2 separate regions of the Hordeum vulgare genome follow, and region 1 is linked to region 2. A link is a contact called in public Hi-C data. All regions are on one chromosome and are shown on one strand. Each heading gives the region's core, a stretch centred on a gene start, on an enhancer-like site or on the middle of the called end of the contact. The rest is flanking DNA. Distances are from core to core; before and after follow the strand shown. Region 1 has its middle 5.2 kb from the start of LOC123440253. Region 2 has its middle 170 kb from the start of LOC123444408.

Region 1 (3,799 bases), core at 1,122-3,621, 250 kb after region 2:
AAAAAGTGCGTGTCACGCTATTCGTCACTCTCGGTGAGGAATAATTATTCTTCACCCCTCTATTTTAATATCAATGCACTGTATTTTTACGTTCCGTAAATTTTGTCTTATTTCAAACGTAAAAAGAGACCGTGAAAAATATATAATCAACGTAAAAATATTTTATGTCACGTAAAATTACAAACATACAAAAATAGTGTAAATATATAAAATAAATTTATTTTTTCTGATCTTGTGACCTATATTCTTTTTCGCTGTCAATATTAGTAGAATAGTTATTCTGCATGCGTTTTCTAACTGCATGCTCTATATTAGTGCACTGCATCCCTATCAAACAAACACTGCAATGTCACGAGAAAAAATGCACGCGCTTTTTCGACACTGTTTTGGTTCCAGTTTTTAAACCATTTGTCAGAATGAGGCGTATAATATACCCTTGGATTCCTGCAAAAAATCCGGGACTCCGTCATGTTGAACATTTGTCGTGATTTTTCGCGGCTTGAGAGGAGTTTCGAAAATGGTGGGCACATGATGGGCTGCAATGAGCGTATTTTCGGGATTTTTTCTAAACCGCTTATCGGAATGAAGCAAACGATATAGTGTTGGAAAGATATCGTTGAAACACATTTTTCATGTAGATTACTCTCTTTAATTCCCTACGGTTTGAGATTAATTTCAAATTTACAAAAAAAAAAACAGGATTCTGTTTTTCTTTTTTCTTTTTTTTTTTGTACGTTTTTTTCTTTAGTTTTTAAACGTTCATCGGAACGAGGCGTATGATACGGCGTTGAAAATCTGTGGAATAGGCGCACCTTTCATACGTTGGTCATTTGTTGAGATTCTTTATGGTTTAAAATGAATTTCGAAAACGGAGTCGCTGTCTACGAGTTGCAGCAAACATTTTTTTTGTAATTTTTTACAAACCGCTTGTCGAAACGATACAAATGATACGGCGTTGAAAATAAATCGACGCGGCGCATCTTTTTCATGTACACCACCCTCTCTAATCCCTTACGGTTTAAGAGCAGTTTTAAAATTACCGAAATACGGACACTCTGTTTTTTCGCGACACCCAAATCAACGTGTGAACCGCATCGAATAGAAGAGCACACTGGTTTTTGACGGAAAACCGCACTGCATCGGACGAGCAAGTGGACTACATGGTTTTCTTTCGTTGGACATTATTTTTCAAGACGGGTGACAAGAGTACACCTCACATTGGAGGTAAGTGAAACGCAATACTATCGAGAAGTGAACCGCCACACTAACGAAAATGAACCTTATAATTTTTGTTGTGTTTTACATACTCACTATTGTTTGCGCGCGTAGACCGGATGAGTGGACCGCATGGGACTAAATAAGTGAGCTTCTTTTTGAGATGTTTTTGTGTTTTATTTTACCGAGCCAACCAAATGAAGTTTACTACAAAGTGTTTCAAATTTGTTTTTTAAGATCAAGGTGCACTGCATTTTCATATTTAGAGTTTAGTTTTCTTGTACTAAACAATATTGTGAACCAAATAATGCATGCAAACACAAACATAATTGCACTGTGTCAAAAACAATGCATCCAAACAGATGGCCCGACCGAACTAGATGTCCACAGTCTCTCAAACTGTTGGCTGTGTTCATCACACAACAAAACTGCACACCACACAATGTACGCAACCCAGGGTACGACATGGCGGTATTTTGTTTCTTTTTCCCTCTAATGAAAAAACATTAAACGTAACCTTAAAAAACAGCGCTGGTGAGCTACACTAGACTGAACTTTTTGAGAAAAATGTCCATTCGCAAAGTGTGTGGCCGTCCCAGCACTAAACGCCGCCCACTGCCGGCGCGACACCGCTTTCATCGTTGGCCACCTGTCGGACCGCCAAGAACCCAACCATGAGCTGCACACCGACAACCACATAATTGCACACAAATAGACGAAGGAGGAAGCATTAGATGAGGAGCCGCACATCTTGGATCTGCTACCTGACAGGGCCAGACGGGGGAACTCCAGGCTCCCGAGGATCACAAAACCTCCACGCGCACTGCAACACCGGCGCAATCGAACTGCAACGAGAGGCGGGGCGAGCTGTACCTGCGTAGGCCGCTGGAGAGAGGGATCCTCCTGCACTGCTCGTCGAAGATAACATGGTTAGAGGTTGGTGAGGGCGAGGTAGGGGCCAGAACGCCCGGATCTGAAGCCGGAGTGACGTACATGAGTACCTCCGCCTCTGGTCGTCGACAGAAGTGAATGGGGAGGTGCTACTCCTGCAAACGTGCCCTCCATGGATAGGGAGGAGGCGGGGCGGGTCCGTCCATGGCAGTGCGGGTCCAGGCCTCCAAGGGGGGGTTGGTGTTGTAGTGGATCCCATCGAATCTGGCATCGAGGTAGGTCGCGGTGGTGGCCACCTGGGTGAGGAAGGGTGGCGGTGCTGGGAGGCCACGACTCAAGTGGGAACGATGGTCGGGGACGGTTGGACGGTAGAGGCAGGGGCAAGACCGGAGACTTCGGGGAAGATGGAGTAACTACTGTTATTGACCCGTAGGTCACGTGACGAACTACTCACACATCATCACGGAGGCAACAAGTTTGACGAAGTTGGCCTCTGGATTCTTCCTCCCACAAAACGCCGGAGAAGGCCTCCTGATGGGACAGCGGAAGATGAGATGCTTGTGGTGGTGATAAAAATGTTTTGGGTCTCTCGCTCTGGTGGTTTATAGAATTTAGAGAATATATATAGGTGAAATTCAATCAATGGGATCCACGAGGGGGCCACAAGCTCACCCGATGCTCCCCATGGGGCACGCCACATGAGCTTGTGGCTCCCTCGAATGTCTTCTAGTGCCACCTGAAACTTCTAGGGTCTCTTCTAACCTAAAAAAATCATCGTAAAATTTTATTGTGTTTGGACTTTGTTTGGTTTGGTTTTTCCACGGAACATTAAAATAGTCAAAAAAAACAGAAACTGAAACTAGACACTAAGTTAATAGGTTAGTCCACAAAAAACAACATAAAATAGCATATAAAGCATATAAGATTAATAGCATGCAACAATAAAAATATATAGATACGTTTGAGATGTATCAATAGCGAGGTAACTACTACTCCTTCTCGTTCTAGTGGCGGATGTATAGTTTTATGGGGGAGGTGTCAACCTTACCGCACACAATGTAAATGACACGAGGGTCATGATATTGATGGTGATATTGATTGGGTGGTGTTATTCGAGTGCATAAGCTCGAGTTTGACGAGTGAAGGCTCTAGTTTTGACTATCATTAGTTGAACCCCACAATGGTGTTGTTCACATGGTGTTCTTTTCTTTTGGCTGCTTTCAGCGGTTGGGTCCGGTAACAATGACGCCCGTGTGTCGTTTTTTTTCTGGAGGCATCGTTGTTGGAGCACCTAGATCGTGTTAGTGCAAAGACTAGGTCTAACTGATATTGTCTCAATATTAAATATATATTTTATCCTGAAAACGTACATACTTCATAGATTATCTTAGAATTTTAACACCTATAGTACATATAGGATTAGATAACTATTGCCTATTTAAAGAATATGCTTTTGTAGGTGGTTGCCATAGTAAACATAGGATCCCACTAGATCTGGCCGTGTTTCACACTCCTAGAGGATCTGCATGGTTTGGCAAGCTTATGTGTGCCTTCACTTTGTTTCCAGCGGAGAAGTTCAAGTGAGTTGGCTTTGTGTTAACCACTTACAAGATTTATGACTCCCATCTCACAGAGTTTGTTTGAAATCTGATCTTTTGGTAAAAAAAAAGTGAGTTTTCTACTGCATACGAGA
Region 2 (4,307 bases), core at 251-2,750:
TGTTTGACGAAGGTTTCCAGCTCTACGTGCTCTAACCGCCCGACGGTCAAGCTTTTGCTTCGTTTCCTTTTACCTCTCCTCCCCCACCGCATGAAATGCTACGCATACGACGAACCCTCATGCACGTTCTGCCGTCTGTGTTGACAAAAGAAGCAGAATAATTAACCGACAGCCCCAGCTAAACCTCTGTACCGCAATTAAATGCGGAGCCGTGCACGTAGCAGTGCCAGTGCGCGCTCTCTCTTTCTCATGGGTGGGATCCCCGTCGCCGGAGCACGTGGATTAGTTCCGGCCCGGCTCTGGCCCTCGTGCCCACTACTGCAACTAACTTTAACCTCTCGTGGTTTCCGTGCGGCTGTGCGGTGGTTAGTGACCGATCAACCTCACGTTACCAAAGATCAGAGGCTAGGCTAGGGTCCATCGTCCATCGGTCCATGCAGCAGCAGCAGCTACCTTGGTCACCTTTGTGGCAAGTTGCAAGCGACGCCTTTTAGGCTCATGCTGTCATGCATGCGTTCACTGTCACCGCTACTCGCCTCCTTTCGGTTTGCTCGATCGCTTTGCGTTCGTGCGCGGCATCGCGCTGATCCGCCACACGACACGAAATAACAGGCACGGTATCATTTTCCTGTTAGCACCAGCTCCTCTTCTGTTGCTCGTCTAATCGAGAGCGTCGTGTGTTGTTATTTACTACTGTGGTTAGCTGAAAAGAAGCTAGTGGAGCTGGAAGAAAGGGTCGATTTTTGCTGCTTTGAGTTGATTGCAAGGATACGTCTACGTGCTGTCCATTCCCGGTTCTGACCGGGCCACGTCCCACGGGACCAGCCTAGCGTGATTTGATTTTGCATCTGCCGGCAAATAGCTAGCTGCCTAGTAGTACACTGCGTTGCCTCAAACACTCAAACGCAACCACTCCTCCACGTTCCGGCCTATCCATTTTCAACTTCCGACCCTTACGTAGACGTGTACCAGATGTGCATTGACGGATGACAAGCTGCGAACTTGAGATACAGTAGTCATATATTCCCGCGCAAGAATTTATACTCGATTTACTCTCGTGGGAGGGAACGGGGACACGTGGTTACTGTGAGCGCCTCAAGAAGTCAAGATACTGATGTTGCGGATATATACGTGATGGGTTTGGAGGAAAGCTATTCCATCGGGACACTGATCTGCATGCAACCAAAAATGCTCTGCTCGCGTGTCGCCAATCCTGATAGGATGATAGCCAATGGCACTAGAAAGAAAGAGGGGTGTTTCGAAATCGCGGAGCAGCCACAAAACAAGCCGCTTTCGCCTCTTTTTGGCGAAAGATACTTTGGTGTTTCCCACCGGCACCTACTCCATCCGTTCCATACTAGCACATCCATGAGCAAGTGGGCGGGCGTCGCAAGAACCACGAAGATTCCAAGAAAATCCATCTATCTCGCGGAGGGGGGAAGAAGAGGCTAAAGCTAGACGCCACGGGCCACGAGCCAAAAGGGCAAAATCACGTGCGATACGGGCGCAGATTGGACCTTGGCGTCGTGCTCCGATCCTGACCGGCACGCGGTGGGTGCTGGCTCCCGATACGACGCGACGGGCTGGATCGCTGCGCTGCGGGCTAATGATATGATGCGGTGAATGTGGCGCTTGGCAAGCGCGGGAGGCCGCCGTGCGGTGGTGGTGGTGGTGGCGCCCGCGGGCGGCCGACAGCGTCGCCGTCGGCGGAAAGCGGGGCGCGCGCGGGTGGAGGAGCGCAGAGGCCGCCGGCGCTGCTGGGGATTGAGTGATTGACGACCCTTCGGCCGGGCTCGCGATAAGACAGCGACGCGCGCATCTTCCGGCCGCCCGGCCGGCCGGCGCGGCGCCTACGTTATCGGCTGCGGATAAAACTGATCCCGTGCCGCCCGCAGGACCAACGGGTCTCCCTCGCTCTTTCGCGTCCGGATAGCTAGCTACGGTCATCTTCAATTAATCATGTTACGTTCCACCTATGATCTACTTACTCCAAAAGATCAGAGGATTATGTTAGGTCTCTTCCTATTTATTGTAAAGAAGCAGGGAGGATTACACGGTAGTGGGACGACGATCGTGATGAGGTTAATTACCGGCAAAGTCAAACATGCTTGCGTATGCATGCCAATTATTCTTGTAAGATCAGCCACATTTACCGGTGTGCAATGGAGATACGGAGCGGGAGATCGACGTGACGGCATGGTTTCATGCACGGCTGATGTCTGCACCGTGCATATATAAAATGTATATGCATATAATGCCAGCAGATGTTGACGCGTTTCATGGCTCCATGCACACCCTGGAAAGATCGAAGATGCTGGTATTTTTAAAGCGAATCTCCGGTCAAGGGCGTCGGTAAGACCGGATTATATTCGGTGGTGACGCTGCATTGCCGGGAGGGCAGTACGTGCTTCGTTTTCATATCGTGCCTTGTCGGGTTGGCTTAGAAGCCGGTATCCGGACACAATATTGTTTCTTGTCTGCTGTTTTCGTTTTTTAAGGGGTTCCGTACGTGGATCTCCAAACATGCAAACAGAGAGAACTATTGAAAAATAAGATATGTGATCAATTATATGAAAGGGATGCCTCTTAAAAGATGTGTGTTGGTGAAAAGGTGTCATCAGAACACACCATTTCATCTTGTATATAAGTGGATCTTTCACATTGCAATAGAAAAAAACTCTTTGTTTATTTCTTTGATTTCATTCTACAATACGTTATCAACTTCATAGCATTTGTCATTAGTTATGACTATAGTGTCACATACTACATCCCGAAAGAATCCAATGCATCAGTGGCAACTATGCTACATGTTATGCTATGAATGAAGAGAATTATGCAAAATACTTGCATATTTTGACAATTACTTCTATATGAGTACACAACTTATGAGCTGTGATCATAGCAACTAATTAAATTTTGTGCAGAACTAAGAGGTTTATACCACTTCGTGGTAATTACCTTCATGTGTTTTAAATAACATATGGTTGTGAAGGCGTATGATTGATTGAAATGTTCATAAGAGTGAGGCACCACTAGGTGGTTGATTACCTCTATGTGTTTATGTGAATTAAATATTTATTCTTGATGAGGTGACTATCTTTAATTTGAAAAACTACATCATGTTGTGATGATTATCTTCTTGTGAAGGCTTGCTCATGAGTCACTAAGAATCGCCATGATTATGATTATGCTTAGCCATAGCATTTTCATTGTACTCCCTCCGTTCCTAAATATAAGGTGTATTATTTTTTTAAACTCAATCATTGTCTACGTTTGACCAATGTTGTAGCAAAATATATAAATATTTACAATACCTAATCTCTACTATTAAAGCAGGATGTGCCGTCGTCGTGATGGTTCGACCCCCCTCCCCGCCTCCCGATCGATACCTCCCCACACTATTGAAACTATCGTTCCCTTACTTCTCGCAGTAAAAATATCTGGCAAACAAACCCACCGCTGCCCACGTTTTCTGCTAAAAAACGGGAGAAAGAAAACACCCCTACGAACAGACACCCCACGTCCCACGTCCCACGTTCTCATCTCCCCCCTTGCGTCCAGTTTTTCCTCTTCCAGAAAATTCGCCGCCGCCGCTCCCCTGCTCGTAGTCGCACTGGCCGCGTTCCTGGCCATGGATGACACAACAATCCATCTGATGTTGCGACGTACGTCAAGGGATGGCGCTGGAGTTGTTGCCGCTGGCGCCTAGCGCCACTGGCGCGGACGCCACCGGCGTCTGGTCGACGTGCGGCAGGGCGCTACACCTGGCCGCCACCAACGGCAGGACGAACGTCTGCCGCTACCTTGTCCAGGACCTCGGCATCCCCGTTGACACCCTCTCCGATGAGCGCGAGACGTCGCTGCTCCTGGTGGCCACCTTCGACCACACCGCTATGGCGGCCTGGCTCCTGGAGCACGGCGCCAGCGCGCGTGCCCCGGACGTCGACGGCGAGACCCCGCTCCACTGGGCCGCCTACAACGGTACGCTACGCACGCACCTCGCCGGCCGACGCCACCTCGCTCTGCTCCGTGTTCCTGTCGCTCCCGTTGAGACGCCGTGGCCATTGCCTATAGCCTATGGCTATGCCGAGCGGGTACTAGACCAGACTAGAGCGCGTGCGGGACTGACATGTTGGCGCGTCGTCCGCGCTGCAGGGGATCGCGACGTGGCGATGTTGCTCCTGTACAAAGGCACCGACGTGGGTGCGGCGAACCCCCGGGGCACGGCGCTCCATGTCGCCGCCATGCGGGGGTGCCCGGAAGTCGTCCGCGTCCTGCTGCGCCACGGCGCCGATGTATGTGCGGCC

The links. Hi-C and Micro-C count contacts between places; a contact is called where the count stands out from the background.
Region 1: a Hi-C map of seedling shows a contact between it and region 2, with 2.5 times the contacts expected there. The contact joins two enhancer-like sites. A contact is called at or near these places in 2 of 6 Hi-C or Micro-C datasets (leaf and seedling).

Annotation. Positions count from the first base shown.
Region 1 is chr3H:486,422,145-486,425,943 of MorexV3_pseudomolecules_assembly, forward strand. No RefSeq gene overlaps it. Among protein-coding and RNA genes, the nearest start is that of LOC123440253, 5.2 kb to the left of the region's middle. Within about 2 kb of position 2,372, at least 3 of the 3 cell types and tissues checked have open chromatin away from gene starts, as enhancers often do. A contact at or near this core is called in leaf and seedling, where this site is marked.
Region 2 is chr3H:486,177,646-486,181,952 of MorexV3_pseudomolecules_assembly, forward strand. It overlaps the pseudogene LOC123441901. Among protein-coding and RNA genes, the nearest start is that of LOC123444408, 170 kb to the left of the region's middle. Within about 2 kb of position 1,501, at least 3 of the 3 cell types and tissues checked have open chromatin away from gene starts, as enhancers often do. A contact at or near this core is called in leaf and seedling, where this site is marked.